7 separate regions of the Mus musculus genome follow, and regions 2, 3, 4, 5, 6 and 7 are each linked to region 1. A link is a contact called in public promoter capture Hi-C data. All regions are on one chromosome and are shown on one strand. The core of a region is the stretch at or near the end of the contact, and the rest is flanking DNA. Distances in the headings are between cores, read along the strand shown. Region 1 holds the start of Vrk1 (vaccinia related kinase 1). Region 2 holds the start of Ddx24 (DEAD box helicase 24). Region 3 holds the start of Ifi27l2a (interferon, alpha-inducible protein 27 like 2A). Region 4 holds the start of Yy1 (YY1 transcription factor). Region 5 holds the start of Eml1 (echinoderm microtubule associated protein like 1). Region 6 holds the start of Evl (Ena-vasodilator stimulated phosphoprotein). Region 7 holds the start of Slc25a29 (solute carrier family 25 (mitochondrial carrier, palmitoylcarnitine transporter), member 29).

Region 1 (3,858 bases), core at 427-2,926:
CCAACTGATAATGCCGGAGCCGTGGGTTCTGGAATACATTCTATTCCCACCTTGGAACAGACCAGGCTGTGTTGCTGACTTAACTGTGCTTGAAGGTCAGCCAATTGTCGAGCCAGTGTGGGAGCGGGGACCTTTCTTCCGCACTGGGGGAATGTGGTCACAATGTAACAAGTAATGTGTGTACTTGTTTGTGGGTGCAGAATGGCTTTCACTCAAAGCATTCTGACCACAGAGTCTTGCTGTGTGTGGGACTTCACACTCACGAGATGTGTGAATCTTGAGGCTTCTCTGCTGACAAATAGTCATCGAGAGCTCACCTTGTGCCTGCGTTTCCATCGGCGTGTGTACAGAAAGCAGATGCCGTGAGAGGATTTGTTGAGGAGGGTTTATGTTCCAGGAGGCTGTTTAGAGAGGTGTGGGGTCTGAGCCACACAGGATGAAACAGTAACCTGTGACTCGGGGGCAGCCAGTGTGTTACTAGCTCTAGTCCTAACAACACAATCATCATGGCATGTTCTCATTGCAGACTTGTGGAAAGCCCAGCTGAAGTGACCCTTAGCTAAGGGACTTAGCTGTTCGTGTATGTGTGTGTGATCGTCGTTAGGTGACTTTCCTTTTTTTCTTCCATTCTCAGGCTCCATCATGGATCAAACTCAGCAGAAGTCTGGGAGCAGTGGGCATGCAGTACAGCTGTTTTGTGGATCTGCTCTATGGGGCAGACGGCAAAATAGGAAAGAAATTGGAGCAGGTGTGGGTACCTGGGACGGTGAATTCAAGATATGAAGATCAATGCTGAACTGCACACTGGGCAACAACTCAGATTTCGTAGGGACTAAAGCTCATACAGTGTTTTAAGATCCACCTTAAGAAACAACACAGGCAAGCCGAGTGTGGTGGCGCACGCCTTTAATCCCTGAACTTTGGAGGCAGAGGCAGGCGCATTTCTGAGTTCAAGGCTAGTCTGGTCTACAAAGTGAGTTCCAGAACAGCCAGGGCTACACAGAGAAACCCTGTCTCGAAACTGCCCCCCCTCCAAAAAAAAAAAAAAAAAAGAAAGAAAAGAAACAACACAGGCTAGGAGTGTTGGCTCACATTTTTAACTCAGCTGTTGTTAGTAAACCAAAAATTAAAAAAAAAAAATCAAATTGGTAAAACAATAGCAATAACAAGAACAGCACCGAACCCAAGGCCTTTTCTAGGGCTTCAGAAGCTGCAGATCCAAAGTGCAGCTTGAAGCTCATTCTTCCAACCTCTAGGAAGGAGATGGTGAAACAAAGAAAACTGATGTTTGACAAAAGTAGCTCAAATACTGCGGTGGGTTAAGTAAACACCGAGACGCGCTTCGGATATTTGAAATGAGTCTCTTTGTCTAACCGTTTAATAAATCAAGCAACAGTGAGTACTGGTTATATTTATTTCGGTTCTTAAGGCTTTGAGAGCCACAGTAACATGTAAAACAGCAAGCGGGCTGCAAACCACACTTCCCAGAAGCCCTTGTGCTCAGAGGAACACGCCCCCATCTCGCCTCTTGGAGGTTCAAAGACTACAATTCCCAGCATGGAGCAAGCGTAAGGACCACAATTCCCGGCATGTCCGGAGAGGTGACAGGGAAGCGCGGTCTTCCTCTTTCCCCGCCTCCCCCGCCGTTCGCAGCCAACGGGAAGGCTCTGTACTACGGGGTGTGGAGGGGACGGCGCCGTGGGTAGGTCGCGAGTCTAGGGAAGCGGCGGGAAGTTCGTACTACGCTGTGGACCGCGAGTTGGCCGCTCTGGGTAGGGAGCCGTGGGGTGGTGGCGGGACTATAGGTCCGGTGTTGCTTCAGGGCGGCGCCGCGGCTGGGTCCGGCCTGCCCGGGAATCCTCGCTTCTCTGCCCGATCGCGGAGCTGCCGGAAGCCCGGTTCTAGAAGGCCGCCCGAAGCCTAGCCGGGACCAGGGTGGCGGGGACGGGGACGGGGACGGGGACCTGGACCGGCCGAGCCTGCCACTTCCTTAGCACTGGTGAGGTGAGGCCTCGGGGCACAGCCGCGGCCGGCAGCTTCTCGTTTCCTTCCAAGCTTGCTCCTCAGGTCTCCACCGCCGGTGACCGGGCTCCCGGTGCAGTGTCTTCAGAGGCAGCAAACAGGTCTGCAGCCCAGCGCCAAAGTTTGTTTCCGACCGTTTCCAGGCTAGGTCGCCTTAGATGTAGAACTGCGCCAGAGTCCTTGAGAGATGGGGACACACGCCAGTCCTGGTCGGGTTACCCGTTTATTCTTTTGTCGTTGACGTTAACCATTCTTTACGTCTGCGTGTGTTCTTCCTTTCCGTCCCTCATCGCTTTTGGAGCAATTTGGAAACGCGATTTTGCCTTTGGGAAGGTGGTGGTTAAACTTAGCGGGTCGTTGAAGAGCTTCGTTGCTTTCCTTTTTTAAAAAAAGAAACAAAAAAACAAAACGAAACTAGAATTGACCATCTATTGAGTCTGGAATTCAAAACAGTGAAAAAAGATGTAGATCAGCATTTTATCATCATTATTATTTTGGATTTTCAAGACAGCTTGCTTGCTTGCTTCCTTCCTTCCTTCCTCCTTCCTTCCTTTTCTCTTTCTTTCTTTCTTTTTTTTTTTTTTTTCTGTGTAGCCTTGGCTGTTCTGGAACTTGCTCTGTAGACCAGGCTGGCCTTGAACTCAACAAGAGATCCTCCTGCCTCTGCCTACTGAGTGCTGGGACTAGACTTGCGCCACCCCCACCCCGGCTTAAGAGTTCAGGGGAAAGGCATGTCACTTTTTTTGTGACATGTCGATTATACTGTTTGGGGAAATTTAATTTACAGTTCTGACTGGAATTAAGCATCTGGGCAATTAAGATAATGTTCATCTACCTGGAAAAAGGAATGTAAGTGGACATCACTAAAAATGGCTTTCCCCGTTGTGCTACCACAGATGGCAGACACTGCAGCGCTGCCTTGCTGATGGAGACCGAGCTAACAGGAGCATGGATTGAGGTGGATAACAAGTGTGTTAGGCGTTAGGGATTCCGTACAGCACTAGTATCCAGTACAGATATCACTTTGATAACTGTAATGGCTGCTGCTTATGCCTGGCGTAGCAGAGATGATGAGTGTTTATTTGTTAAACAAATGAGATGGTGGAGTTGATGTGTTTAAGCAGGGAGCCTGGCATCTAATAATAAGTTTGAGTGCCCAGGGAATGGTTATATGGAAAGCTTAGGCTGAGTCTTATTCAAGTATGCATGCATATATTTAAAAATAACAGCAGTGCATTTAAAGTGTTGACAGACCCTAAAATTAAATTTCTTACAGGAAATAGGCCAGCTTTTTCCTCTTAATTTTGAGAACTAACGTAAAATAATAATGAGTGAATGCCCCAGATGTCTAAGACAAAGATATAATTTCCCCCCCCCCAGACAGGGTTTCTCTGTATAGCTCTGGCTGTCCTGGAACTCACTTTGTAGACCAGGCTGACCTCGAACTCAGAAATCCGCCTGCCTCTGCCTCCGAGTGCTGGGATTAAAGGCGTGTGCCACCACGCCCCGCTAAAGATATAAATTTTGACTTTTTTTCCCCCTTAAAGGCCCCTGTAATAGACATGCTATGAATAGGGCTTGATTCGAAAAATAAAATCTTAAGTTATTTTTTATTTAAAAACCAAACATATTTGGAAGTGGGACTTACCTTGCAATCAAATGCAGATGTGTGACTCCAGGGTTTATGCAAATGAGCAAAGGCTCCTGTCTTTAGTCTTCCCGCAGTGGGCCTGCTGGGAATCAAAGTGCTGTGACCTGTCTGAGTGAGATGAGGCTGTGGGGGAAGATGATCTGGATGGGTCCTCAATGGATTGGTTACAGGATGACCTTGGAGTA
Region 2 (3,633 bases), core at 1,127-3,626, 2.6 Mb before region 1:
GATTTTCAGAATGAAAACTAAACGTTCCTGAGAAATAGTGAGCTTGATCTCTGTGTGTTTATAGATTACTGCATTGGTCATGTGCAAATATGAATAGTCATCTGTAGTTTTCTTGTAATGTTGTCTGGTGTTGGAATTAACTAACACTGGTCTCAATAACTTTTGAACCTGACACAGTCCAGCAATGCAGACATGAAGTAGTGACCTCACATAGACCTCAGAGATAGAAAGAGGGTACCAGAGTCAAGTGGGGCAGATTTCAGCCCAGAGCTGGATGTTTGCAACACATGGCTTTTGTGGTCACATTCCCAACAATCCCCTCTCCCAGTTTCTCAGCCTATGGACAACCAAGGACTGAATCCAGAAACTCTCATACCTGGGACAGACAGAACAGCCCTTACCTGTCTCAGCAGCTCCAAGGATGTCCAGTTTGTCACGGATGGCAGGGGCCAAAGTCAGAGCCTGGATTGGGGTAGGTGCAGAGAAGCCTAAGAAGCTGAGAGCGCGCAGAACAGCCTTGGGCACAAACAGGTCCCTCCAGGCAGACACATCTGCCTTCTGGTCGTGCACCTCAGCCATCCATGTCTTCTTCGATTTTTTGGGCAATTTGGGGGAAGTGCTCTGAAAAGTATCCAATTTTTTTTTCCCTTTGTTTTTCTTCTTTCTTGGAGCAGCCTGGGCCAGGCTTTCTGATTTGGCTCCTCCGACCTTTTGATCAGAACAAGCAGTGACTTCTCCCTGAGCCTCTGGCTCGGACGCTTTGACTTCATACTCATTCTGGGCAGCAGCGCCTTCGGCAGCTCGTGCCGCATCTCTCTGCTTCTTCAACTTGATCTTTTTCTTTGGGGAGCTGGACTGTCCTTCCTCCTCTTCTTCCTCTTCTGAAACAGCCTGGGCCTTTCTCTTCTTTGTCTCCTCACTTGAGAACAAACGGGAGGGATTCTTGACTAAACGGTAATCTGTCAGCTCTTCAAAGCACACCAGGTCATCCATCTGTCCATCTGCAAACAGATTCGGGTCGATCGTCACTTGCTTCCATTTCCCCACAATCTTGATGCCCTTCCTCTGGAACGTGCCACGGCTTGCCAACTTTGGCTTTGAGTTTGTCTCCTTCACCTTCATGGTTGCTGAAAAGAAATGTTCTTCTGGGTTAGTGACTGTGGGGTACAGGCTCTAGGGCAACACACGCTTTCCTAAAACGTACTAGACCCTGCAAACAGCCAAGGACACAGAGATGGCTTAACTTACATAGAGGAGATGCTCAAATCCAGAAAATGAAACACACCCACAGAATAGGTAGTTTGGCTTGGAGCAGAGGGGACACAGGCAGTAAAGGACACATGAGCTATCTCTGGTTAGGATCCTAGCTCCAACACTTACTTTGTATGCAACCCCCACCCACCCACCTCCTCTCAGAATTTAGTGTTACAATCTTTCTAAATGAGAAGGGTGTGATAATATCTAATAATAACTAATTTTACACTGTACACAAAATAAGTATCAAAAGAGGCTTGATAAGCCATTTTGAACACGGAGTAAGAATCTGAGATACGGCGTGCTTTTTTCCCTGGTAGAACAAGACAAGTGCCATTTCCATCATCTTGGCCTTGGCCAGATAGGTTGAAACACGTCAAGTCCTAGGTTCCACCCCCCCTAGCACTGCGTAAAACCGTACATAGCCGGTATCCTGCCCTCAGGAATGGAGATGGAAGATCAGGAGCTCAAAGCCAGCCTTGGCTACACAAGACCCTGTCTTTAAAGTCTGAGTATGCACGACTCATCTGTGTGGAAGTGGCGCTACATGGGTCCTCTCTAAATGAAAAGGGACATTGTGGAGAGAGTAAGGCAAAACTCGATTCAAATCTGGATCCTGCTCGGTGTTTGCTGCACATCTCTGTGCCTCAGTCTCCTTATCTACAAATTGAGGATAATGAGATATTTATCGCACTGGGTCCTCATCTGAATACGAAATAGTGACGCACGTCAAAAACCGCTTAACATGGCGTCTGTGAGGATGGCATGGGACGCACGGCGACCCCCCGACCCCCGCCGCACCTCGGCCCCACCTTGACAAGGTGAAGGGAACGTCACTAGAAATAGGGCGCGGGGGAGTGACCTGTGCCTTCTGCCAGAGTCCCACGAGGGCTTCAAGGGAGGTTGCCGGGCCTTGATGCCCACAGCAAAGCATGAGCCACCGGCAACCAAGGTTGTGGGGACACCGGTGAGCCACGATGCTTCGAAGACACCGGGGAGCCCCTCCGCAGCCGGCCAGGGCCTGCTCCGCTCCGAACCCACAAAGAGCACTCACCGCCGCAGTCACCTCACACGCCGGGCCGTTTGCGCCAACCCGACCCGGAACTGCAGCAGCTTCAGTACTGCAGTTCCGGGGCGGAGCTCCGGGCACGCGTGCGCGCTAAGGAAGGAAGTTCCGCCTCTGTGCGGAAGCGTCTATCTGATTGGCACTCTCTCAGGACTTTGGCTGGAACTCGGAGGACTGAGCTGGGGGGCGGGCCCTGTGTGGCCTAGGTTACGCTTCCTGTTTATGGTTTAGGCAATGTTTCGGAGCTCCTTCCTGGACGCTAGGGAGCGCAAGCGCCCGGGTAATCGCTGTCTGGTTTGTGTGCAGTAGCTGTCCCACATGCATGAGTAACTGACTACCTGGAGCCTTAAAACATTTCCTTACCTAATTTATAAACCACCTAACCCTGGGTTGAAAGAGCCATGTTCTCCAGTTCGTAGTGCCTTTCCTACTGCACAGAGCTGGTCACGATACATTTGCCTGTTTAGTTTGATTGTTTTTTGATGTTTGTGCTGGAGATTTAAACTAGTCTTAGAGGCTGTATAGATGGCTCAGAGGTTAAGAGCACTGACTGCTCTTCCAGAGGTCCTGAGTTCAATTCCCAGCAACCACATGGTGGCTCACAACCATCTATAATAGGATCCAATGTATTCTTCTAGTGTGTCTGAAGACAGCTGCAATGTACTCATATAAATTAAAAAAATAAATAAACTAGTCTTCCATGCATATGGAAGCACGCTTCCCACTGAGCCATCTCCGAAGACCTGAAAATGTATTCTTTTATATCTTAACTTAGATCAGTTTTTTTTTTTCCGTGTCAGCATTATGAGATACACACCTAACACTGAATTAGATAACAGAGTGTTGTCATTGGCAAGGGACTTTCACCAAGACGCCAAAAGGATAGACAAGAGCAAAAAGAGATGCATGAAATTTTTATGAAAACAAAAATGCTTCCGCACACCACCCTGAATAGAGAGGGGAAAAAAGGCGGGCTGGAGAGTTGGCTCAGTGGTTACAAGCACAGACTGCTCTTCCGAGGGATCTGTGTTCAGTTCCCAGCACCCATATAGCAACTCACAACCATCCATAATTCCTGACCAGAGGATCTGATGCCCCCTTCTGGCCTCAGTGGGTGCTGCAAACACGTGGTGCACAGACATACACCTAAAAACGTAAAAGAGATATCTTGTTAAAAAGAATAAAGGAGGGGCTGGTGAGATGGCTCAGCAGGTAGCGCACTGACTGCTCATCCTAAGGTCCTGAGTTCAAATTCAAGCAGCCACATGGTGGCCCACAAACACTGGTAATGAGATCTGACGCCTGCTTCTGGC
Region 3 (3,498 bases), core at 581-3,080, 2.6 Mb before region 1:
GCCATTGATAGGGAAGGACCAAGAGCTCAGAGGGTCACTGTCTTAGGTACCACTCAGCTTAGCCTCATGACAGAAACCTCTTGTTGCCCTACCTTGAATAAGTGATAAAGTGAGGTCCACAATCCCCCACCAAAGCCCTCATACCACACAGATTATTTCCATTAAGGCAGGGTCCACCTACAGCCCTCTGCCTACTGACTGTGTGCTGGCCAACCTGTTACCTCCCTCTGATCTCCAGGCTGAGGCTGACTGGGAAAGTCTCAAACCTTGAAAAACTCCCAGCCCAGAACCCCAATCAAAGAGCCACCACAGCAAAGTTAGGAACACCAGCCCATATACTTTGTTGTTTTCATCATTCTTTGACATCAGTGAGGGTTCTGAAGGTGCCTTTTGGAACTTCATCTCCTGCGTAGTCTGTACAGGCTTTGAGTTGAGCTGATAGAAGTGTCATCTCCTAAGCTCAGAGCAAGGCTCCAACAGCTGCCCCAGCAGCCCCTAGGATGGCATTTGTTGATGTGGAGAGTCCAAGGACCCCTGGGAAGGAGACAGTGCAGTGACAGGCAGTGACCTGATGCTCAGAGATGCCCACCCAATTTCTATGGGAACCTTAGGGCTTTGCTTCAGCCAGAGCTATTTAAAATGAACCAGAAGGAGAAGACAGATGCGGGCCAAGTGGAATATAGGACAGAGAGCTATCCACAGAGATGCTCTCTCTATAGCAGGACAGAGGGGTACTCATTGTAGAAAAAAACACTCAGGGAAGATTCAGAGCACAAGTAGCATGCCTCAGACTCCTCCCTACTTTAGCCATTCAGCACCTTTCACCCAAAGCCCACACACCCCCACCTAACTCAGAATAAATCAAAAAGTAGGGACAGAACTAGAAGACACAGGTCACTTAAGAAGGTGGGGCTGGAGGGAGAGGAAAGGTGTCACCATCCTTGTCTTGGACTCTGGTCATCTTGCCTGGCCTGACACTTACCTGCTGATTGGAGTGTGGCTACCAGGCTTCCTGCTGCAACTCCACCTCCATTGGCAATTGCTGCAGCAGACATCATCTTGGCTGCTATGGAGGCAGCTGCAATGCCTGTCCCAGTGAAGCCCATGGCAGCCAGGGCCACAGGTGCCCCTGCCACAGCCAGAGCTGTAGGGAGAGGAGCTGGGTGAGGTAGGCTCAGGGAAATGACCCACCCAACAATTCCCTGACTGTTTCTGGGGACTTTCTATTCTGAGGAGCATGGAAGGGGATCCCAAAGTAAAGAAGAAGGGGAGCAAGGTGGAGGCAAAGGGGTCAGTGGAGGATGTGACAGAGCCGTGGTGTTCCCAGGCTTGAGAAGAATCATCCTTCACTGGGCCTGGGGTTGTGAGGGTTAAATACAACCCTGCAGTGTTCAGCAGCTGCCGCTCCCTGTCTTCTCCACATTCATCTACTTGCTGCTCATCATATATGAGGCCTGGAGGGGCAGCTGGGCAGAAATCTTAAGCTCATTCCTAGAGTAGATTTAGCACAGCCCAGGGCCCTGCTCTGCACCCAGGCAGCTCCAGAATCCAGCAGTAGCAGGCAGCAGGAATGGTACCCATCTAAAGCACAAATGGTACCCCACCACCTCACCCTCAGGAGCAGAGACAAACCTCCTCCTATGGCAGAGCCAAACAGTGTTCCTATAGAGAGATGGATGGATAGAGAAGGTTAGAGTTTGTTGATGGCAGGGATTTCTTGGTGGCTTTGCTCAGGCATCCCCGTTCCCAGCTCACTCGGGGCAGGGGGGCTACTCACCCAACATGTTGAGTCCTCCTGGTAGCAGCAGAGCATAGGAAGAACTTAGGGAGTGGCTTATATCTGGGGAGAGAAGAAGAGGCTTGTACTGGGAACCAATAGGGACAGGGTCCGCCCCTTTGAGAGGTTTGAAAGCTAAAGGGGAAGTTTGAAAACAATCTGGGGGAGGGTTTGAAACCAGTCCTCCACCCACCTGCTTACATCTTTCCTGAACTCTGTCTCTCTTTCTCTCTCTCTCTCTCTCTCCTTCACACACACACACACACACACACACACACACACACACAGAGAGAGAGAGAGAGAGAGAGAGAGTACTAGGATGAGCAAGAAGACTACAAAGACAAAACCTGTGTTTGCTATGAAATGGAAACTAAAAAAAAATAAGAAACACCTACAGAATAAACAAACTCAGGAAGAATAATGTGGGCCCAAAAATCACCATTTCACCTGACAGAGGTTGAGAGATCATTTTGGAGCTATGGCTGGCTGACTAGCTTAGGTTACCCAAAAGGTCATGTACCCACACAGTAAAAATTTTGATAAGGTTTTTCTTATAGCAGAATGAAGACAGTCATAAATCAAGGTATATTCATACATAAAAATCCAAATATATATGTATATGTAAGACCCCTGAAGCTGGGCCTGCACTCGAGTCCCCGGGATGAGCTGGACAGCACCCCAGTGACCCACACCTGATGCAAACTGCAAGAGGTTTTATCAGCTAGCTGAGGATGAAGTCCCTCTGCCATGCAGCGCAGGGGAGTTCGACCCTGAGCACTGACAGGAGGGGGCTTTTAACAGCTAGCTGAGGAAATGGGAGGAGTTGGAAGGAGTTGGGAGGAGAGTTGGGAGGAGAGTTGGCTACAGCTCCTTTCTGGCGAGGGGGGGTGGGGGCGTGAGCTGCAGCCTCCTCTCAGGTGTCTATCAGGAAGGAATTGGGAGGAGGAGAGTTGGGAGGAGAGTTGGCTACAGCTCCTTTCTGGCGGGGGGGGGGGGGGGGGGGGAAGGGGGGGGAGGCAGTGAGCTGCAGCCTCCTCTCAGGTGTCTATCAGGAAGGAATTGGGAGGAGGAGAGTTGGGAGGAGAGCTGGGAGGAGAGTTGGCTACAGCTCCTTTCTGGTGGGGGGGGGGGGGGAAGGCAGTGAGCTGCAGCCTCCTCTCAGGTGTCTATCTCCATGTCCTTGTAGATCTTCCTACAATTATTGCATCTCTGGCTGTAAGGCACAGAAACAAAAAGGCTTTTGGCTGGCTATAGAGAACAAAGAGCTTCTTTCTGGCTGTATTTTTAGAGATCAGGGAAAACAAGCTTGGGGGAACGTCCATGGGCCTTACCTTCCAGGGAGAAACACTCTAAGTCGGGGTCACACACACACACACACACACACACACATATACACACATATGCATATATATACATATGCATAGATGTATACATACATACATATGCATATATATGTATACATATACATATACACATATATTATATTTTTACGTGTTTGTGTATCAGTGAGAACATTAAGTGGGAGGGCTGAGCCTCTGCCATCCATATCCTGGATGCTAACTGAAGGTATTTCCCCTTTTGTTTGGTGGCGGCCAGGTATTTGTATATTCTAGAGGATTTGCCCTAGAACCTGACTCATTTCTGTAGAAACACTCACTCAAGGCTGCTCTATTATCCCCCACATTACTCCCAGATTCAATGAGCTAGGTTCGACACCAAGA
Region 4 (3,831 bases), core at 16-2,515, 2.8 Mb after region 1:
GCTAAATGCAAAGACTATTTAAAAGGAATATTTTTAAATAGTCCTTTTCGGCAAAAGGAATGTTTATGAGCGAGGAATAGGCGAAGCCTGTGTCAAGTTATTCAAAGATAGAAGGGAGTTTTCAGAAAGCTACAATAGTGGAGTCGCTCGACAGGAGCAGCCAGACCCTTCGTTCCAACAGGCACCCAACGGCTGGGTCTCCGGTTTCCGCGGGTCATAAAAGAATAACGGACACACTTCCAACGGTGAACCCTAGGCTGCGCGCGCCGCTTCCGCTTGCCGCGGTCGCCTTCGCGCGCCGCCCACCGGCACGCGACCAAAGAGCCCGTGGCAGCACACGGTCGGCTACGCCGTCCGTGCCGCTACCGCACGAGACCCCGAGTAACGAGTAAAGGCAAAACGAACGGGAAACCAAAAATCAAGCACAGGCGTTTCTCGTCAGAGCAGACTTTATTGCGGCCACGCGGCCGCCGGTCGCACGCCCCGCCGGCAGCACGCCAGCCCCAGGCGCGCGCCCCCCTTCACCCCAGCTCGTTACCGTGCGCCTGGGTCGCGCGGAAAGTTCGCCGGCTCCCGAGGCGTAAGGCGCAGCGCCGACGCCCCACTCCTGTCAGCGACTGGGGCCCCGGAGCGGCACTTTTGTCACTGTTGCACCGCGGACGCCGGGGTTCGCGCGACGCCGAGCGCCGTAAGGCGACGGCGGCGCGGAGCTGACGTCACGCGCCGGGGGGGCCAGCCAGCGCGCGTGCGGGCCGCCACGCCCCCTACCCCAGCGGGGGCCCCCCCAATCGGGAGGACCCTGGTTGGGAGTAGGCGGGGCCCCGGCGCCTCGAGGGGCCCTGCGATTGGTAGCGAGGGAGGAGCGAGAGCCGGAACAGCGAGTGGGGAATCGGGGACGGGGCGGGGCCGAGAGCCCCGCGGAAGTCTCGCGAGGCCGAGCCGGAGCAGAGTGTGGCGGCGGCGGCGGCGGCGAGATCTGGGCTCGGGGTTGAGGAGTTGGTATTTGTGTGGAAGGAGGCGGAGGCGCAGGAGGCAGGGGGCAGCGTAACGCCGGCCCGGAGGGCGGGAGGAGGCGCGGCCACAGCCAGGGCAGGCAGCCGAGGCGAGGCGAAGGCAGGCGGGGAAGCAGGACAGGCAGCGGCCGAGCGAGCGAGCGAGCCAGCGCGGGGCGCACCGATCTCGGGAGGCGGGGAAGCCCCGCGGCCGCCGCGCCCGCCCCTTCCCCCGCCGCCCGCCCCCTCTCCCCCCGCCCGCCCGCTGCCTTCCTCCCTCTGCCTTCCTTCCCCACGGCCGGCCGCCTCCTCGCCCGCCCGCCCTCCCTCCCGCAGCCCAGGAGCCGAGGCCGCCTGCCGCGGCGGCCGTGGCGGCGGAGCCCTCAGCCATGGCCTCGGGCGACACCCTCTACATCGCCACGGACGGCTCGGAGATGCCGGCCGAGATCGTGGAGCTGCATGAGATCGAGGTGGAGACCATCCCGGTGGAGACCATCGAGACCACGGTGGTGGGCGAGGAGGAGGAGGAGGACGACGACGACGAGGACGGCGGCGGCGGCGACCACGGCGGCGGCGGGGGCGGCCACGGGCACGCCGGCCACCACCATCACCACCACCACCACCACCACCACCACCCGCCCATGATCGCGCTGCAGCCGCTGGTGACGGACGACCCGACCCAAGTGCACCACCACCAGGAGGTGATCCTGGTGCAGACGCGCGAGGAGGTGGTCGGCGGGGACGACTCGGACGGGCTGCGCGCCGAGGACGGCTTCGAGGACCAGATCCTCATCCCGGTGCCCGCGCCGGCCGGCGGCGACGACGACTACATAGAGCAGACGCTGGTCACCGTGGCGGCGGCCGGCAAGAGCGGCGGCGGGGCCTCGTCGGGCGGCGGTCGCGTGAAGAAGGGCGGCGGCAAGAAGAGCGGCAAGAAGAGTTACCTGGGCGGCGGGGCCGGCGCGGCGGGCGGCGGCGGCGCCGACCCGGGGAATAAGAAGTGGGAGCAGAAGCAGGTGCAGATCAAGACCCTGGAGGGCGAGTTCTCGGTCACCATGTGGTCCTCGGGTGAGTGCAGGCGGCGCGCCGCCGCTCGGGATGTTTTTGTTTTGAAGGGAAGCCATGTTTTATGTGTGTGATGGGCGCCGCCATCTTCTCCGCCCGGGCAAGTATGGCGGCCCCAAAAGATGGCGGGGGCGGCGGGCCGCGAAGATGGCGGCGCGGGGGAGGGGCGGCGCCCGGCTAGGCCGCAATGGCGTAGTTTGTGCGAGCGGAAGCGGGCTGGGGCGGCGGGCGGGGAGGGAGGGGCCAGCGCCCCTCCACGCCCGAGCCAACGGACGTGCGGCGGGGCCGGTTGAGGGCGCCGCCCCGCGCCGGACCACCCGCCGGGCGTTGACAGGGCCGTGGCGCAGGGCGGACGCGCGCCGCTCCCCCGCCGTCCCCCGGGGGCTGTCGGGGCCCCGCCCCGCTCGGCTCCGCTCAGCTCGGCCCCCTCGGACGCGAAGCGTCTCCCCGAAGCCCTTCCCGGAGCGGGCGGCGCATAGCCCCGCCGCAGCTGCCCCGCGGTCACGCTGGCCCAGGCCGTCGCCGCTGCGGGGCGGGACTTGGGTGGCACGTAGGGCGCTCGTGTGCGGGTTCGGCGGCCGTTGGAACCTGTCACCCGCGCTGCCAACGCGCTCCTCGCCTGATCGACCTAGAACGGGAGTTAGGGGAAGGAAGAGCCACAGCATTTCAGCGGCCTTTACGCGTTGTGAATTTTGTTTTTTAAGTCGTGGGCCCTATGCAGACAGACTGGGCTGGTTTACACAGCTTAGGATATTTGCCAACAAACTAATAAAAATCGCTTAGTTATCAGTATCTCTGGTCTTGTTTTCCCCCACGAAAAGAATAAAAAAAGTGGATAATTTGTTTTACTGATTTAATACGCCTTTTAGCGAAAGTCAGGAAGCCTGTGTAGGGCACCGAAGAGTTCCTTCCCCGCATGAGTAAACTCAAGGTAGAGCCCTGGAAAGGCTGTTGTTGACTGTTCACTTTATCCTAGTACTGTGTTAACAAGCTAGTCAGCTTTATTGTTAAGAAACTACTACTAGACAGAATAATCTCACCATACCTAGTTCATGTAGCCCTAGTGATTAAATTTGATGAATTTGAAAGCATAACTTGAGCCTTGATGTGTAGTTTATTAAAATGTTAAAATTTTGGGAAACGAGTGAAATAGATGAAAAGCTAATCTATGGTAGTATCCAAGTGACGTAAGCTTGATGGGTCTGTGGTTCAGGAAGGAGAAGAGCGTCCTATAGAAATCTAATAGGAAGTGCTCAGGGCGCTGTTCCTCGCTGAATGAATCCCTGGTTATTATCTGCACGGTAGGTTATCAGGAGCTGTATGCTATGTAACTAGCCAGTCCCTAAAAGTTATCCAGTGCCTTCAACACATTTTTTTGGTTGCTAACGGTAGTTTGCATGCTGAGATCTTTAAAAGCTTGTTTTTTTCACTTTTAATAAGAGTGAAATTAAGGAAAGCAGGTTTCGAACTTTGGATGAATTTACCACATTTGGAGTACCGAGTTCATTAACTATATAAAAAACTTACGTTATAAAATAGCTTGATTCAGATGTTTGACATTAGATCTTACCAAGTTGTTAGTTTGCTTTTCTAGACAGAAAAACACTTCGTCAAGTGTGGTGTTGATGAATCGTGTATGTTTAGTTCAGGGGAGAAAGTGAAGGGCCTGGCTAAGGTGGGTTAATTGACAATTTAGTTGGCATTTAGTCTTTACTTGTGTGACTGGCTGCTTGCTTACAAGGGCACGTAGAGCAGCTTGGGGGCATTTTGGTAG
Region 5 (3,912 bases), core at 1,166-3,665, 2.4 Mb after region 1:
AGTTCCCAATTTTACTTTCTTTGAGATTTTTTCTTTCTTTTTCCTTCCTTCCTTCCTTCCTTCCTTCCTTCCTTCCTTCCTTCCCTCCCTCCCTCCTTCCTTCCTATCTTTTATTGTTGCTGTTGTTTTGTTTATTTTGTTTTGTTGAGACAGGGTTCTCTGTGTAGCCCTGGCCATCCTAGAACTTGTTCTGTAGAGTACTAGCCTGGCCTTGAACTCAGAGACTCAATGGCCTCTGCCTCCTGAGTGCTAGGATTAAAGGCTGAGCCACAGCTTCTTTTCGTTGTTTAGCACTGAACATGCCGGGCTAGCTGGCCCATAACTCACACTTTCCCGTGTCTGTGCCCCATCTTACTATGGGGATGCCAGGACTGCCAGTGGGAGCTACCACACCTAGTTTGCTCTGGCCCTGGGCATTCCACTCGGGGCCTCACGCTTGGGCAGCAGGTTCTTACTTCACTTTCCGGGCCCACAGCTCAGCTCTTTATTCCAGCTATCCAGCATGTCCTCAAGTATTTCTGCAAAGTATCGAGGAGAGAGCATAAAGGTTAGGAGGGGAGCAGGGGAAATGAAGAGGGCTCAGAGTGAGTGCACACTGGCATTAAATCTGTCCCTTCGGAAACTAGCTCCCTTACAGATGCAGAGGAGCCACAGGTGCCAGGTAGGGGACAGCGAGGACTCTTGACTGCACCTGCTTGCCAACCCTCCTTGGTCTCATTTTTCTTTCCTGCCCACGGACCATGAATGCCCCCAGTCTTTACCTGCAGCATCCAGGAATCCACTTCCCAACTACATTGTCTCTCCACAATGCTGCAGGTCCCCTGGAGGCCTCTGCCACCATCATGCACGTGGGGTTTTCTCTAGCCTGGTCCTCTGTAGAGATGCTGCTCTACAGAGAAGGTATGACAGTGCCAACCTCCTGGAAGTTCTGTGCTGGCGGCTTCCTGAGGCCATTTCCTCTTCGGAGCTGCTGGCTTCCTGGCTGCTCTTTCCAAATTCTCTGCCTTGCCATCGCTCCGATACCAACACCTCGCCAACTTTTTACTTTCTTCTTTCAACCATGGTTCACTATGATCCCTTTGCCAGGGTCTCCCAGTTCTTGTCACTACAACTGCCAGAGTCCTAATGGAAGATTTGCTGCCCTGACTTGACCTTCCTCATCCTTCTGGGCCTGTCTTACAGTGATCTCCCCACAGCCCATCCTCCATCCTTCCTCCTTCTGATCAGCTGGGCTCTTGGTGTCTTGTCTCTAGAGCACTGACAACACACTGGGTTGTTTGATAACAAGTGCTGACTCTGGCTGTCCAGGTCACACCCAACCTCAGCCCTCTAACCCACCCATCCACCGATGCCTGAGTCTTTCTTTTGTCCTTCCATCTCCAGAGTCTGTCTTGTTCTCCTCCCTCCAGGCTTCTTGTCTAGACCCTTTCCCTCAGCCCAATCTCTTTCCCCACATGTCTGCAACATGAGCCCCTCATTCAGGTCAGGTCAGAGCTCCGAGCCTGATAGCAGGCTCGCTCCTCTTTCTTGCACCATTGCCAGCATAGCTCTCCTTCACCCACCTGGTAACAGTTGAATTAGCAGCATCTGGAGCCCTTCCGTCTCCACCCACAACATATTTTCCACCAAAAGCCTTGTTTTCTAAGTGTGGTCTCCTTAGCTAGGACAGAGACCAGGCATGACATCTCTTCTGCCTACATCTTTGAGGACCAGAGTGACAGATCCCATCCCTAGCCTTGTCCTCTAATGAAGTGTGAGAGACCCCAGAGCCCCGGAGAGGTCTGAAAGTTTTCTTGATAACTTTCTAGTCCATTATTATTATGTGACTATTGTATTCAAGGTCTGGAAGTTAATACCGAAAACTTCAGAATTTTACCTCTAGTGGACAGAACCCACCTTCGGCTCAAGCATTCCTTTCTCTCTAGCTTTCTCGATTGTCACTTGGCATTATCTTTATTTCTAGCCATGGGGAGTAAGGCTCAGATCGTTAACCTAGCTGGCGCTTGTATATATAGGCTGGGTGTGCTACTGACTCTTGGGTTTGCTTTTTACAATATTCCTAAGCTGACATTCTCTGCCTGATGGTGAACCTAGATCTATGGGTCTGTAACAATTTAGTCTAAAGTGACAGCGTCATACGAGTTGGTCACAGAGGAAGGGGAATGAGATAATCTCTTTCTGCATCCTTGGTCCCCTCTTGGGGTAGGGACATGGGTTCTTGTGGAGTTACAAGCCCTGAGCTGGAGAACACGCAGACCAGGGGATACGCCTTGCTGGAAGTGGCCCGGTGGGAGGCGCTATGCTGATAGCAAGCGCCACCGTGGTCCAAGTTTAGAGCAGCAGTTGTCCGGGGTCCCGGGGGGGGGGGACAGCTCGAGGGGGAGAAAGGGTGGGCAAGAGGGTCCCTGGGGTCCGGGAACGGGCTGTAAGCGTCCCTTGCTTTCTCTCCCTTTATCCCTCTACCCCCACCCCCACCCCGTAGCATTCTGCCTGTAGATCATAGGAGCAAGGACCAGGGAGGGGACCAGGGCGGGGACCCAGGCTCGCCCAGCTCTGCGCCCCGCCCGCCACGTCTCCTCCGGACCATGCCACCGAGGCCGCCCCCTCGCGGGCAGCGCGGGTGCCGGGTGCTCGTTTTCGGCGGCGGCGGCGGCAGCGGCGGCGGCGGGCCCGGGTTGCCATGGTGACCGGCGGCAGCCACAGCAGGGCCGGCCCCAGCGCCAGCGCCGCGGCGGCTCGGCAGGGCGCAGTGTGTGGGTGAGCGCGGCCGGAGCGGGCGCGGCCCGGCCTCAGCATGGAGGACGGCTTCTCCAGCTATAGCAGCCTGTACGACACGTCCTCGCTGCTGCAGTTCTGCAACGGTGAGCGTGGGCGGGAGGACAGGGGCACGGGGACCGAGTGGCGAGGGCCAGGCCGGGCCGCGGGCGAGGCCGCGCCAAGTCGCTCTGGTTCCCGCCGGCGCATTGTGCTGGGGCCGCGGGGCCGCGCTTCTCCCCGGCTGCGGGCTCCCGGGATCCCCCATGCCCACCCCAGGCTCCGGGCGAGGGCGGATCTGTGGTTCCCAGAGCCCCAGCGGATGCAGCGGCGGAAAGCGCGCGCGAGAGCCCGGGAGCCCCGGAGCCGGGAGGCCCGGGCAACCTCGGCGTTCCGGGGACGTGTTGCTCTTTCGCTTCCAAACTCACATCTGTTTGGACGGTGCTGGATGCAGAACTCAGCAAACAAATCACTGCTGGAACAAAACCTTTGCAGGATGCACGCAGGGCTGGCTGCAGATGGACCTCCAGAATCCTTTTGGGGTCACTTGGATGGAATCATCACGGTTTAATGTGCTCCAGAGCCTGGGTGGACCTGGCTTAAAAGTGTTAGACCTTATTTATTTTGTTTACGGCATCATAGATTTGTTTTTCCCTATATGTGACTATGTGTGTGGCAGGTTTTACAGGGAGGAGACCACCGCGCTACCAATATGGCATCTTAAAAATATATAGAATCATACATGCTGTAAAGATTTTATAGTCTCTGTAGCAGGGTTGGGAAAGATTTTTCACCGCGCTCTGCATATTTTATCAGAACATGATGTGCGATAATTCATGCACAAAAGTTTACCACACTTTTTTTTTTTTGCATGTTGGGAGTTATTGCTTTATCAGAAGTTTGTTAAAGGGTGAAATGTGGATTTTACAGAATTTTCTCGAGTGCAGTCAGGATAAATTTCAATCCCAGACCCTTGAACAACTGGAGAAAAATTACATTGCAGTTGTAATTGTCATCTAGGGAAACATTTCTTGTTTAGTACCACCTGTTTGCAAACGAGAGCATTAAGAGGAACAAATGTGTTGATTCACTCAATATACTATTTTTCTTTGGTGGAATTTGACTTTTTCTTTTAATGACTATATGTATACACGTACT
Region 6 (3,935 bases), core at 1,245-3,744, 2.5 Mb after region 1:
GCTTTTACCACATTGGAGCATGGTGTTTGGTGTAAATCTGTGTTCCCTAGCCATGGTCACTCATATTTGGCTCTAGAATAAACTCTCTCTTATTCCCTTTGAGATGACAGCTTTGTTTTTGAGCTGACAATAGAAAAGTGTGCCGACTTTTATCTTTGAACAGCAACTCTTCTGTTTATTATCTGACTGCCTCTAATTAATATCCTGAATATTTGAAATTACGTACTTTTGGTCGCAAGAAGTATTTCTTACCCTCAGATTGTTCCCCCTCAGTGTCTTTTTGACTTGGGCTGGCAAGATGGCTCAGTGGGGAATGGCATTCAATTTGCTGCACATGAATATTCAGTTTGCAGCCTCCAGCCCTTTGAAAAGCATCAGTAAGCCACTCATAAGGGCAGAGAGCCCTGTGGCCCAGGGTCTCCCTCTGAGGTCCCATGTTGTTGCATTGGACTCTAAGTTTCCAAAACATACTCTTTGGGAGATACAGTGAAACACCATGACAAGGCTCCTCGGAGTTTCTGACCAGTCTACCCAAGGAATGTAGCTGGCAATAACGTCTTAAATGGTGGAAACTCTCAGCTTAGCTCCAGGCAGGATTGTAACAGCCGTGAGCTTCATTCAGCCTCTTAAGGTCCACAGAGCCTGCGGGACGGTTCCCTCCCACCCCATCAAATGCCTCCTGTCTCGGTGTCTTCCCAAGGGCGGCTGCAAGGCTGTGGTGTAGAAACTGTCTCTCTTCAAGCTGTGCACCGTTATCTTAAGGAGAGTCACCTGAAGCTGAAGAGCTCAATCTGTGAGTCAATACAGGAACCCCAGGCTAACCTCAAGTTGTGAGAGCAAAATGGATCAAAGGTAATTTTTATTTCTTGCCAGAATGGAACACAGCACCCTTTGTCAGTCATTCCTGCCAACCGCTGCCAAGTACTTCCATAGATAAGGGGACAGGCATTGTGAGAGAGGGAACGTCATCGTCCCCACCACACTCAGTGAATTCCTAAAACCAGCAGCTCTGGTCCCAAGGATGTCTCTGCAATCTGTTTCTTTCATCAGAGGGCTCCGTGAGCTGCCAGAAGGGCCGGGCCAAGACAGACAGGGACCACTCCCATCCTCTGCTGTATCCTGCTTCCCTGTGGAGGCTGCTGATCTTTGTCTAAACCAGCCCTACATTTAATGCCAAACATGTTTATCCAGTAGGTGGGAATCCCGAAGCTCACCTTACAGGCTGCTGAGGATCTGTTGAGGCACCAAGGTCAGTAGGAAACAGACTGAAAGGGACTTGCTCACATTTCTCCCTACCCCCACCCGCCCTTCCCCTTTCCCTAACAGCTAGCCATTTGAAGCCAACCTCTCTTGAGCAAAGCAGAAAGAAGGCTTTATTCCTTGGATGTAGAAGAACTTGGTGTTTCCCACTCTTCTGATATAAAATGTTACAAAAAGTTAAACAGTTTTTGAAACATGTGGCCTCAAAAAGATTTCTTTTTGGAGGCCACCGGTTCTTGGCTTTGGAAAATGGGTTCTCCTCAAAAGTGTCAGTGATTCTAGTGTGGGGTGCAGAGGAAGGACACTATCTTTACAGCAAACCCACCAACTAATTCTTCCCTCCAAGTTACAGAATGGCAACAACTTGTTAGACCCCAGGGACAGACACCTGGAGATTGGTGGAAAAGCACAATGTCTGGCTGGAATAAAAGTGTGCACCAACCCGGACTCTCCTGGGGACACCTGGAATACCTTCAGGTGACCTGAGGCCTGAGTATTTTCATAACTCTTAGGATGTGACAAGGCTCTTCTGTAACAAAGAGACCAATCTGGTTCCCAGGAAGAAGGGAACACATGAGGTTAGGAGAACTATAACCTCAGGCATTGCTAACAGTACTGCAGAGCAAGGGATCCGTTTAAAAATTGCAACTTTCAGCCCATAATGCTCTGTTCTGAATGCACTGGAAAGCCGGTTCAGTAGGGCTCCACGTGCCTCCTGGCACTCTCCCCGCTCAGCCTTGCCTCACAAATCACACCCTTTGCCCTAAGCCTCTCCACCTGCCCTTTTCTATACAACTCCTCCACCACCAGGGATTCTGTGGGGTCTCTGCCCGACTCTGCTCGCCTAGCTCCAGGTCAACGCCCCAAACCCCGGCCCCAGGCCCACCACCCTCCAGCCCTTTCCGCGGAGCTCCGCTTTGTCTCTCCCTACTAACCCCATCCTCCAGGCCTCTCCTAGACCTAAGATCCCTAAGCTTTCCCGTTAAGGTCGCCCCGGTCTTTCTCTCGCAGACAAGACCCTGGAATTCACTAAGTTAACCCCATTCCTCTAAGCTACAGTATCTCCTTTGGGACCTTAGGCCACGCCCCCCGTCTTGCCCCCAGGCCCGGTTGCCCAGCCACCCTTTCCACAAAGCTTCGCCCCGCCCCTCTGAACCTGGGCCACACCCCTGCCCCGCCCCTCACGCCCCGCCCTCTTAGAGGCGCGGACCACGGAGCCCCGCGCCTTTTGTGTGGAGCTTCGCTGCGGCGCGCGCTCATTCCCTCCGCGGCCGCCGACCGAGGGGCGTCGGCGCGCGCAGTCTCCTCGGCGGGCGGAGGGGTCCTCCGCCCCGCGTGCACCCCGCACCCCGGACCCCATCCTCCGGCCGCCGCCCCGAGTCTCAGGCGGACGCGCGCGCTCGCTCCCGCCCGCGAGACCCCGCCGCTCGCCCCCTCCCCCGGCCCGTCGGCGGGCGGTCGGGACGCGCACGCGCCGGCCCGGGCACGCGCGCCCGCCAAGATGGCAGGGGCCGGGGCCCAGCTGTCAGTCGCCACCGCCGCCGCCGCCGCGGCCGCGCTGCCTCGCAGCTAGCGGCCCGGACGCCCGCCGGAGAAGATGAGCCCCCGCCGCCGCCTGCAGCCCAGCCAGACGCGGAGCCGCCGCGCCCGGGGTCGGCTGCCCCGCTAGCGTCCCGTCGCGCCGCGCTTTCATCCCCGGCCCCGTGCCCGCCCGGCAGCCACGATGAGGTGAGTCGGGGCCTCGAGCGCAGCGAGGCCTGGAGCGCCCGGCGTGGAGGGTGGGGTGCCCGGGCATCGAAGCGGCCCCAGAGCCCCCAGCCGGCGGCCCAAGCACCAGAAGACGCTCAGGCCGCGGGGTCCGCGGGAGGCCGCGCCCGCCTTGCGGTGCCTTACCGCTGCGCGCGCCGCGCCGGCGGTCCACACTTTGCCATCCGCACGGAGCTCTTCTCCATTAGGGCGCTCTCCTCTTCACCTTTCTCTTCTGACCTGTCCCCTTTCTCTTGCCAACCCTCAGAGTGTGCAACCCCAAAAGGTACGGCTTTTGATGTGCCACTCAGCTAGAACCTTGTCAACACCCAGAAACCCGCGTGCCCTCTTCATTTGCTGCACCCAGCCTTCCTTTCCAGACTAACCTTAGCCTGCTTTCTGGGGTGGGGTGGGGCGCGGGGCAGCGTATGCCGGGTTTTCTTTCTCTCTTTCTTTTTCTTTTTTTCTGTGCAATTTTATCTTCTAGGCACATCTTTCTTAAACACCGTAGCGTCCAATTGTAGATTCGGTTCACCTGTTCTGTGAACTGTTTAAATCAAATAATGCACTGTTGTAATTTTTGTGTCTGCCTACTTTCATCAAAGATATTTCTGAAGTTCGTCCATAGTGTTTCTATTATCTACTTACTGTCCTGCATAGTATAGATAGTACACACTGTATCCATTCTACTGTTAGTAGACTTTTGAGTTGTGTGTAGCTTTTCCCCATTAACGTTGCAATGAATATGCCGGTGGGTGTACTTCCTAAAGCATTCATATCTATTGAGTAGATAGTTTCCCTACCCACAAGTAAGTTGGGTTTTTTGTTTGTCTGTTTGTTTTGTTTCGTTTTTTTGTTTGTTTGGTTTTTTTTACATAAAAAACATGTACATCTTTTGTCGTAGTTGATAGAACTAAATCCCCAAAATC
Region 7 (3,582 bases), core at 869-3,368, 2.8 Mb after region 1:
AAGCCACTGACCATAGACAGGGCAGCTCACACACCTTGATTATCCGAGGACAGGAAGAGGAGCCGGCAGCACAGGTCTGAGAGTGGTGACAGGTCTGTCCTCTCCTCGTAGACACTACCTAGTGATCTGGCATTTTTGTCACATTGACCCATGCCCTATCCAGAACCAAGGGGCTATTGTGGCCTCCACATTTGAGACCCGTTCCCTCACAACAGGGAGAGACCACAGGTATTCCCATCCTTCTACCAGACAGCTTTCTACCAGAAACCAGTCAAGTCAGGGTGCTTGCCATTCTTTCAGAGAGTTTAAAAGCAGGATAGGATGTGTCCTGGGCCATGCAGGCACACCCATGGTATGTTCTTCCTCTAGAAAGAGGCCGCACCATCATCCTGTCCTTCAGAGAGAAAGGACCAAAGCCAGAAGGAACCAAGCGGATACATTAGAAGGCCCAATCCCCACGTGTCTTGAAGCTTGTCTGACAGCATGCACTGAGCAGAGCTGGGAACCTGGAAGGCAAGCCTGGGGCACAAGCAGACTGTTGTCTGCCCCGCAGCTGCCCTACCAAATCAGAGAGGCTAAGTGTGTGTTTCCCACTCCACGCCCCATTTCTTTCCTTACTAGATGATGAATCTTACTCTGTTGGTGACCTCCACCTCTATTCAGCTGAAACCTCAGACGTGCATGAAGTCAGTGCTTGACTTCACGTAGTTGGGCACTCTCTACACACCCTGGGTGAGAATGCAGACCAGGCTGGAGACAGGGCACATGACCACCCTGAGACAGGCTGGTTGAAGACAGATGGGTATCCCAGGCAGGGAGGGCCTACTTGAGCAAGTGCCCATGGGCTTGTGGGACAGTGGGGGTGCTCAAAGTCTCTATGCAAGCCTGGCCTCAGGGTGAATATATGCTCCCCAGATCAACTGTATATCCCAGGCTACAAATGGAGGTAACTCTGGCCCTGGGGAAACTGCAGTACAAGGGGGTCTTGGCCACGGCAGGAGTCCTGGCCATTGAAGATGCCCTCACCTGCCCTGTTACAGCTGGGGCTAGCATGGGGCTCTTTCTGGGTCTCTAATTCTCCACCTGCTTGTGGAAATCTCTGTGGCCTTCCCACAGCTTACAGAAGAAAGACTTGGTGACAGTCTGGTGGTTCTCAAGCACCTAGAGGGTACGTCACTGCTCAGGGAAGGCATTCTGCCAGACAGCAATGTTCTCCATCCAGGAAGAAGCAAGCACGGATTAAGCACCTAAGGCCAACTCCAGCCTATCACTGTTCCAGGAGAGACCTTTCCGGGTAGGGCTATGAAGGATGAAGACAGCAGGACAGGTGGATGAGGAGCCAGGTCTGGGCCTCAGAGCTGAACATATAACCAGCCAGACCACTACCACCTCAGTCGATTCACCTGGAATCCCAGCGGCTAAACCAGGCTCTATTTAATACTTAGTAAATAAACTAATCCTCTAGGCAAAAGGAAAGGCACTAAACGTTCAACAGGTCCGCACGGTAGTGTCATGGGCAGACCTAGCCTGCTCTCAGCTTCGAGCGCTCTTCAGTCAGGTTGACATGACCATTTATTTGACCACCCGGTGGACCGCCTCCTCCTCTCCTGAGCCCTCCAGCAGCTTAAAGCAATGCATGGGAAGTGCTGGGCGCCTGGGGTCGGGCCAGCCTTCTAGGAGGTCGCGCGGTGTCACCAGCCTCGCTCAGACAGCTGCGGGAAGGGATCAGTAGGCTGCGCGCCCGCATCCTTCTGTTCTGTCCCTGCCTCCGGCCAAGCCGCGGTGCTGCCAGGATCCCCAGACCTTGCACTCAGTGCGCACGGAAGGGTCAAGAAGACACCTGTCGCCGCGTACCAGCCAGAACGCCCGCCTGGCATGCCGGTCATCTCCTTACCTCCGGCGCATCCAGCCAGGAAGTCGAGCGCCATGGCCCGGCCCGGCGAGCCGGCTGTGTCTTACTACTCCTCGGGCCCGGCCCGCGGTTGGCCGTCGCGACTCCTGCTATCTGGCCTCCGGGCGCGCAGCCGGGTCGGGGAGGCGACTGGATGGCGACTCCTAGAAAAGCACTCCCCTGGCGTCCAGCTTGCCGGGCCTCACCTCGCACCGCTCGCACCGCCCCGTCGGCCTCAGCCCCCGCGGGGGCAGAGCGCAACCAATCGGTAAGCGAGGCACGGACACACCCCGTGCTCCGGGTGCCGCCGCCAAGTCTCATTGGCTGGGCGCGCCTGGAAGGTGTGGCCTCGGGCGCGGCGGGCGGGGGTGCCTCCCGGCTCAGTAGACAAAGACTGTGCTTCTCGGGCCCGCCCGCACGGCGCAAGGAAGGGGCAGTGCGGTGGGCACACTGCACACTGGAGCCCAGAACCTCCCAACCGCACGGTCCGAAGGGCGGCGCTCGATCTGCTTCAATCCTCGGACCCCTCACGGTATTTGGATGCGACTCTCCTGCTCAACCTCATCGTCCTTGCCTGTGTCAAGAGGACACAGTGGCGAGTGCACACGTGGAACGCCGCGACTCTCCCAAGGCCTACTTTGGTCTTGGACTCAGCTTGCTGGGAAAGTTCGAGAACGACCGCCCACTTGGAGGGGCCTCTGAGGCCCCGGATCTTCTTAAGCGAACGCGCAGGAGTACTGAGGACCCAGTGCACCCAGGCAGAGACAGGGACTTGAGTTTGAAGGACGTAGAAACGTTTTCAAACAGAAGGGGCCTGTGGATGGGGCCTGAGGATGGAAGGGTGCCGCCAAGCCCGACGTGTTCCTGGGAGCCGCCAGCAGGCCAGATCAGGGGCGCGGGCATCTGACTGCAGCTCTGGGCCTTGGGACAGGGTGAGCTAGGTGCAGGACAAGGAGCAAGCAGATATTCCAGGCTTGGAGAGCATTAAAGTTGAGGTGGGCTAAGAACCCGACGCGCCGCCCCCCACCCCCCCAGTTGCTGGTAATATCTACAACAGCAAGGAGTCTGGAAGCAAGTCCAAGTGATGGATACAGCCATCACTTACCGGGCCTCTGCTGGTCGTGACTTTCTTTTAAGCTGAGAGTGGAGTAACAGACTCCTGTGGTTACTCGAACTCTGCTCTTGCCTCTCCCCTCCCTAAACTGGGCGCGGAGTTGTGGGATGGCAGATCTGATGGAGGGGCAGCTCTGAGACCAGGGACCCCAGTGTTGTTTGAGAGGTGGTGTTTATCCTTGGAATTGAATGGACCCTTCGTGAAGCCGACACCCAAGTCCAGGCCTGCTGACCCCTAGTCCAGTGCTTGTGGTGGCTACTGGGCCCTGAACTAGGGGTCTGGAGACCTGGGTTTGATCTCCACAGGCTTTGAGTCATCTGGATGCCTTCTAAAGGCAGGTGGTAAGAGGAAGAAGGAAGTACACACTGGAACTGGGGTGATTGTAGGATCCCTCCTGAGGCCTTTGCCATTAACCCCAGCAATCCTCCTGCAGGGACACAGCCATAAGAATACCCTGGGGTCCGGTGGTAAAGCTCGGGTCTTCACGCCTCCACCCTGGTTTCTGGTTCTAAGAAACGGGAGGGCATCCGATGAGACAAGACGGCTCTTTCTGCCTGTGGCTTCGAGACAGGCTCTT

The links. Promoter capture Hi-C pulls out the DNA fragments that hold promoters and counts their contacts. Capture Hi-C pulls out chosen DNA fragments and counts their contacts.
Region 2: a contact with region 1 is called in a promoter capture Hi-C map of adipose tissue. The contact joins the promoter of Ddx24 here to the promoter of Vrk1 in region 1. A contact is called at or near these places in 3 of 39 promoter capture datasets (liver, neutrophils and pre-B cells), 1 of 484 Hi-C or Micro-C datasets (B cells) and 2 of 9 other capture datasets (adipose tissue and liver).
Region 3: a contact with region 1 is called in a promoter capture Hi-C map of the HPC-7 cell line. The contact joins the promoter of Ifi27l2a here to the promoter of Vrk1 in region 1. A contact is called at or near these places in 4 of 39 promoter capture datasets (the HPC-7 cell line, liver, neutrophils and 1 more).
Region 4: a contact with region 1 is called in a promoter capture Hi-C map of liver, with 6 times the contacts expected there. The contact joins the promoter of Yy1 here to the promoter of Vrk1 in region 1. A contact is called at or near these places in 3 of 39 promoter capture datasets (the C10 cell line and liver), 1 of 484 Hi-C or Micro-C datasets (CD8 T cells) and 2 of 115 datasets of contacts at active chromatin or transcription factors (extraembryonic endoderm stem cells and thymic regulatory T cells).
Region 5: a promoter capture Hi-C map of embryonic stem cells shows a contact between it and region 1, with 5 times the contacts expected there. The contact joins the promoter of Eml1 here to the promoter of Vrk1 in region 1. A contact is called at or near these places in 1 of 39 promoter capture datasets (embryonic stem cells) and 1 of 115 datasets of contacts at active chromatin or transcription factors (astrocytes).
Region 6: a contact with region 1 is called in a promoter capture Hi-C map of pre-B cells, with 4 times the contacts expected there. The contact joins the promoter of Evl here to the promoter of Vrk1 in region 1. A contact is called at or near these places in 3 of 39 promoter capture datasets (embryonic stem cells, hippocampal neurons and pre-B cells).
Region 7: a contact with region 1 is called in a promoter capture Hi-C map of liver, with 9 times the contacts expected there. The contact joins the promoter of Slc25a29 here to the promoter of Vrk1 in region 1. A contact is called at or near these places in 1 of 39 promoter capture datasets (liver) and 2 of 9 other capture datasets (adipose tissue and liver).

Annotation. Positions count from the first base shown.
Region 1 is chr12:106,008,587-106,012,444 of GRCm38.p6, forward strand. Vrk1 (vaccinia related kinase 1) reads left to right here and starts at 1,677. Exons shown (of 14, transcript NM_001029843.2): 1 at 1,677-1,772.
Region 2 is chr12:103,423,471-103,427,103 of GRCm38.p6, forward strand. It overlaps Ddx24 (DEAD box helicase 24), which reads right to left and starts at 2,377. Exons shown (of 9, transcript NM_020494.4): 1 at 2,309-2,377; 2 at 402-1,127. The coding sequence starts at 1,122.
Region 3 is chr12:103,441,850-103,445,347 of GRCm38.p6, forward strand. It overlaps Ifi27l2a (interferon, alpha-inducible protein 27 like 2A), which reads right to left and starts at 1,831. Exons shown (of 4, transcript NM_029803.3): 1 at 1,778-1,831; 2 at 1,633-1,662; 3 at 983-1,144; 4 at 317-534. The coding sequence starts at 1,784. The coding sequence ends at 461.
Region 4 is chr12:108,792,032-108,795,862 of GRCm38.p6, forward strand. It overlaps Yy1 (YY1 transcription factor), which reads left to right and starts at 1,266. Exons shown (of 5, transcript NM_009537.4): 1 at 1,266-2,060. The coding sequence starts at 1,382.
Region 5 is chr12:108,420,401-108,424,312 of GRCm38.p6, forward strand. It overlaps Eml1 (echinoderm microtubule associated protein like 1), which reads left to right and starts at 2,416. Exons shown (of 22, transcript NM_001043335.1): 1 at 2,416-2,861. The coding sequence starts at 2,795.
Region 6 is chr12:108,552,226-108,556,160 of GRCm38.p6, forward strand. Evl (Ena-vasodilator stimulated phosphoprotein) reads left to right here and starts at 2,495. Exons shown (of 13, transcript NM_007965.3): 1 at 2,495-2,988. The coding sequence starts at 2,984. Gm16596 (predicted gene, 16596) reads right to left here and starts at 3,393. Exons shown (of 3, transcript NR_045753.1): 1 at 3,154-3,393.
Region 7 is chr12:108,833,758-108,837,339 of GRCm38.p6, forward strand. Slc25a29 (solute carrier family 25 (mitochondrial carrier, palmitoylcarnitine transporter), member 29) reads right to left here and starts at 2,119. Exons shown (of 4, transcript NM_181328.3): 1 at 1,895-2,119. The coding sequence starts at 1,928. Mir345 (microRNA 345) reads left to right here and starts at 3,216; the gene lies at 3,216-3,311.